Regions from separate parts of the Rattus norvegicus genome. Here region 1 is linked to region 2. Evidence: chromatin contacts called from public Hi-C data. All regions are on one chromosome and are shown on one strand. Each heading gives the region's core, a stretch centred on a gene start, on an enhancer-like site or on the middle of the called end of the contact. The rest is flanking DNA. Distances are from core to core; before and after follow the strand shown. Region 1 holds the start of E2f8 (E2F transcription factor 8). Region 2 has its middle 36 kb from the start of Zdhhc13.

Evidence for each region. Hi-C and Micro-C count contacts between places; a contact is called where the count stands out from the background.
Region 1: a contact with region 2 is called in a Hi-C map of kidney, with 4 times the contacts expected there. The contact joins the promoter of E2f8 here to the enhancer-like site in region 2. A contact is called at or near these places in 10 of 12 Hi-C or Micro-C datasets (the A7r5 cell line, Schwann cells, frontal cortex and 6 more).

What each region holds. Positions count from the first base shown.
Region 1 is chr1:107,718,586-107,721,297 of GRCr8, forward strand. E2f8 (E2F transcription factor 8) reads right to left here and starts at 1,424. Exons shown (of 13, transcript NM_001100580.2): 1 at 1,066-1,424; 2 at 675-798. The coding sequence starts at 689.
Region 2 is chr1:107,586,100-107,588,875 of GRCr8, forward strand. No RefSeq gene overlaps it. Among named protein-coding and RNA genes, the nearest start is that of Zdhhc13, 36 kb to the right of the region's middle. Within about 2 kb of position 1,357, at least 1 of the 93 cell types and tissues checked has an H3K27ac peak or open chromatin away from gene starts, as enhancers often do. A contact at or near this core is called in kidney, where this site is marked.

The sequences.
Region 1 (2,712 bases), core at 174-2,673, 130 kb after region 2:
ACGTGGAAAGCAGCAACTCAGCGAACAGAGAGACCCACTGTTTCCTCAGCAACTTTAGGAGCCCGGGTTAACAATCCCCTACTACAATCATGAAACTGAGGGCTCATCAAGTGCCCTCCAGTGTGTGTTTCTGCCGAATCTGCTGCTTAGCAAAAGAGGACGCCAGGCAGAGTGAGGTCGCATGGGGCTGGCACCTGAATTTTCGGTTTAGTATGGTGCCCTCAGGAGGTGCTGACCCAAGGATGGGGTTTCAGTGAAAACTGCCAAGGACAGTATTTAGCTAACATCTAAAAGCTTCCGGGAGATTTGTCATAAACAGCATTCCGAGGCCCAGTAGGTTAAAAGGCTGACATTTTGAATGTTATCTTACAAAGAAATCCAATATCAAATTATGACCTTTCTGAATTCCAATGGCTCATATAAATAATATATAAATGTTATTTTTTAAAGTACTTAAAAAAACCCAACTTCCCCCATCTATGTGAAATTTACACTAAACTTTTGAAACAGAAAGATTACTTTAAAATTTCCTTCTGGATTTCTGTAAAAGTTAACCAAAAAGATACAGCATTCATGACTATCAGAGGAAAAACTTAACGAAAACTTATTAAGGAAAAACTCAGGATGATACTTCATTTGACATTGCAACAATGTAGACTGAACTTTAAAAATACCTTTTGGTTCTCCATTTTGTCGATTCCTCATACATTTAGTGTGTCTTTAAAAACGAAAAATCTGAAGTTCCTCCCCAAATTCCAATGGTTTAAGTAGTCCAATCGATTAAAGATTTTTACTACCCTTAAAGGGAAAAAAAGTAAAGCGAGAATTAAGAGCCGATGGAAAAGAGCCGGTACACAAGAGCCCCAGAAACAAAGAAACAAAAAAATGACAAACCAGGTTTATTTTTGCCCCCCTCGAGGGCAGACAGCGCCTCTAGGCAGACCGCGCCAACAGACTGCAGTAAATTCCTCCATCAAACCCTTCTGTCACGAGACTTCAAGCAAACACAGAATCTGCAGTGACAGTCCTCCCTCACCTTCAGAGATGGCTGTAGCAAGCACCCACCTGTGCACTGATCCGGGCTGCGGACTGAGCGCACGAGCCCGGGTTCCGAAGGAGCGCACACCGAGCCTGCATCGGGGGAGATCCTGAAGTTTCTCGCCTGACACACACGTGCACAGGCTCAGAGGGAAGGACTTGGGAAGTGGCCTGAGAACAACCCTCCAATTCAGTCTCTGCGCTCTAAGCGCAGGACGGGGCATTTACAGAGAGCTTTGGGATTCGGACCTCCTTTTTTAGGCTTCTTTCAACACGCGAAGTACTAGGGCGAGGTAGGGGTTCACTAGATGCCGAAATCACCGCGACGCCAAGGCGTACGGTAAGCTGCGCTCCGGGTCCCAGGTACAGTCCCCCGTAGTAGCCCGCTTCCCGCCCGGCGCAAGCACTGGCTCCTCCTCCCTGCCAACTGCACCGCCCCTGGGAGACGCCAGACAGCATCTCCCGGTTTCCAGGGCGACGGCTCCTAGCCAATCAGTAAGCCCCGCGAAGGCCTGCGATTGGCCAGTGGTCCCCGAGGCGGGGCCGGACCTTCCGCCTTCGATTTAAAAATTTGGCGCGGAAAGCGGGACCGTAGCTGGCACCGCCCCCGAGTGCGCGGGGCTGGAGCGCGGGCGAGCCCCTCCCCCGTCCTCTGCGCGGGAGCTCGGCTCCTCCCCACGGGCCCCGGCGGGGCGGGAGGCGGGAAACGGCCGCCTTTACCCTGGCCTTCCCGGGATCCCGCAGCTCCGCCGCGACAGTCTGCTCCCTGCTCACCTGTCAATCCTCCTCCAGGGCTGAAGGTCCGGGGTGGCCCCGAATTCTGGCTGCGCGTCTCAGGGAGCCAGCGCGTCTCAAGGAGACTCGCTTAGCCCCGCCGCGCAGAGGTGGGTGCCAGAGGGCGGCACCAGGGCCGGGACTGGGGGGCCGGAGGGCGGGCCGCGGGAGCGTGGCCGTCCCGGAGCAGTCTAGCCCCCGATTTGAAATTAACCCGCTCCCGGCGCGAGCCGCTCCCGCGGGCGCGGAGCTTCCCCTCCCCCCACGCCCGCTCTCCCGGCCCGGGGCCCCGTGCGCCAATCCGCGCCTCTGCACTGCCGCCGCGGCGAATCAGACTGTAGGCACCGCCCTCCGACCCCGCCTACAACCAGACTTGGGGAAAAGTCCTCAAAAACTTTTCCTTTTTTTTTTTTTCTCTTTTCTTTTTGCAAACACCCTTTATCCGAGATCGAAGTTGGGGGGATGAAATTTGGCTTCTCCAGGGCTGGCTGGCTGGGACTCGAGGGCTCCCCGCCATCCCCAGCTTGGTGCCACGTCAACCCGTGCGCAGCCCCGGGTCTGCTCACCTGCCCTCTGGACCCTAGCGACACTTTTCCCTCTGCCACCCTTTGCATGACTGCTCAGCAGCTTCTACCCACGGCTTCCAGAAAAAAAGAAAAGAAACAAACACACACACACACACACACAAAACAAAAAACGTGTGAGGAGGAAAGAGCGGATCCCACGGCGGATCTCTGAACACGCAGGTGTGGGAGGAGGCAGAGAAGCTCAGAAAACCCGCCAAGCCTGTCCCCAGTGTCCTGTGTCTTCCAATCCCTTCTCTTTGCTCTTTCCCGCTTTTCTTCCTTTTCCTTGCTTTTCCTTTTATGAGCCTCCTGACATTGGCCTGGTATATTGAAT
Region 2 (2,776 bases), core at 107-2,606:
AAAACTCCTCCTCCAGTCTTCGCCCGTTTCTTCACACATGTATACTTGGATCTGTCTTCGTGCTGGCATGGCTGTCCTGCCTTAAAGTCTGTCCTGTGAGTTGGAAAGTGTGTTCCAAAAGAGGCTCTTCTCGTGTGTCTGTGTCTGAGAATCCAGACACTGCTTCAGCCTCACTTAGTGGCTCATAAGACATTTACCTCTCAGGCTGTTCCCACATCCCTGCACCAGAATCCATGGTTCCCCCAGTGTCCTGGGACTTACCCCTGTTACAAAGCACAGCTTTGTCTTTCTATAAGATCCAGAGCAGGAATGGGTAAGAGTTTGTGTGGTGTCTGAGAGTGGGACCAAACCAGACTCTGCTTCCTTCCACCTGCTCCTCTCAAGGTCCAGTTGCTCAAAGAGAAAGATGAGGATCCATTTTGACAACTCTGTCAACTGCTGCCTTTCAGTCCCTCAGAGAGCACAACTGACAAAGAGTCGGTTCTGAGCAGTTCCCGACGCAGGCATGGCCACTAGGAAGTGGGCTCAGAGCTGTTCTGCCTGGAGCTTTCAAGGTGACCTTGTGCCTCCTGAACCATCTCCTGCCAACAGCTTCCTTCACACCCTCCAGTCTGTGTGACTGCCTTAGACTTAAGCTGACGGCAGAAGACCGACCAACCCTGAGTCCCATCGCTGCCCTTCTTAACTCTCAAGGAAGGTAAGACACTCCCTCTCTCCCAACTGCAGGCTGAGTGCCTGCACCATCAAAACCATCAGCTAGTAGCCATCATAGACTAATGAGGGTTTCTTAGAGCCAGAGACAGGACTGGACTCTTCGGCTGCAATTGAGAATGTCTGACTGGTACAGTTTTCATCCTTAATGGGAAAGGCATTCATTAAATATCCACGGCCCAGCCACAGAGATGGAACTTTGTCCCTCCACATACAAAGTCTGCTTCTCTGGGAAGAAGGTAAACGGAGGAAGCCATCCTGGGTCTAGCACTTAGAGCAATAAAATGACATAGGAATGAATTTGCTTTAAATTCCCAAAGTAAAATGCCCCCATCTTGTGCTCCCCATAAGGTTCGCTTTGTATTCAGCCTCCCTGCCCCCTGATGTTGTGATGGCCTCTTGCAGTATCCCCAAGCTCCACCAGGAAGCTGGGACAACACCTCCATAAACCCCACCTCACACTGTCCCACAGCATCCCTGTACAGAGGAGATGTAGGGTGAGGGTGGACTTAGAAAGACCCAGGAAGGCACAAGGCTCGGAGAGGAGAATGCTGGGATCCACAGTCAGTCTGCTCTCTCCATCAGTAGCCCAGTCAGGGGGAAGTTTGGGTGAGAATGTGGGTCTGTGTGACACCACATTCCATTTTCTAGTCTAGTCCTTAGCACCGAGCAAAGTACTGGGCAAAATAAGTAAATAAGTAAACACTAGGTAACTGTTTGAAAATGAGTGGATCTTGACACGGGAAGATAATGTGGGGTTTTGCGTTGGTTTTGAGTGCCCATGATGGACAAAGGTCACAATTTCACAATGCCAGAGACGTCTGAACTTGATTCATGGATGGCTATACTGTGGCTCAGAGAGGCTGAGTTTCTTAGTCGCAGAGTGAATGAGTTGTTGAGGTAAGGTTTAAAGCTAAGTCTTTCTGAGGCCTAAAGCAGTACTCTCTCCCATACCTCCCTAAGGGGGAGGATTTCACCTTGGATAATGTTGCCATCACCAGTGGCTCTGAGGAGAGGTACATACATCCCTGTAGTTCCAGAGGACAGACCCCCATAGCAGCTGGTGAGAATTACTCAGAGATGGATGATGGCTGGAGCCGGAGGATAGCACTCTGGAGCAAGTGAACAATGATCCGAAGATGCTCATAACCAGGGGTGTTGTATCCAGAAAGCCCAAAGAGAGGAGAAGCCCTTGGTCCTGCCAAGGCTGGAACCCCAGCCCCCATGTAGGGGAATGTCAGGGCAGGAAGGGGGAGGTTGGGGAGGGGGAACACCCTCATAAGAAGGGAGAGGGGGAGAGGATAGGGGACTTACGGACAGGAAACTGAAAAAGGGAATAACAATTGAAATGTAAATTAAAAAGTATCCAATAAAAGTTAAAAATTAAAAAAGCCTCGGTTTTCTCCAATGTTTTATTACAAGCCTTATTTATTGAACTCAAAGGTCCCCAAGAGAAAGTTCTCATAGGAGAGCTTTCAAATGTCACAGAGTGAGTGAGTTGTTCAAATGGAGTTCAGACAATTCAGGCAAGTTTTAAAGTAAGCATTCTTTCCATGAATAATAAGGGACACCACTGAATTTAGCAATATTGAATGCAAATGCAAAAGGAAGGGAGGGAGGGAAGAAGGAAGGGAGGGAAGGAGGGAGGGAGGGAGGAAGGAAGGAAGGAAAGAAGGAAGGGAGAGAGAGAGAGAGAGAGAGAGAGAGAGAGAGAGAGAGAGAGAGAGAGAGGGGCCAAAGAAATGCCTGCCTGGGGCAACTGGCACAATGACCTCTGAGTTACCTTTGCTGTTGCTTGTGTCAGATGCTGCCATTCTCTTGGCGGACTCTGGGCACACCCTCAAGAATGACTTAATCGTCCATAATCCTAGTGGTTCAGAAGCACAGCTTCCTCCTCCAGGTTCCGACAGGGTATTGGCGAAAGTCTGAGTTGTGGAGGAGATCTGCAGAGAACGCTTAGTGGCTCTCCAGTCAGCTTTCCCTTTCCCAACCTCAGCCAGTTGAAGAGGCCTGGGCCCTTCCACGCGTAAGTGGTTCATAAACGGGCCATAACCAGCAGGTTCTA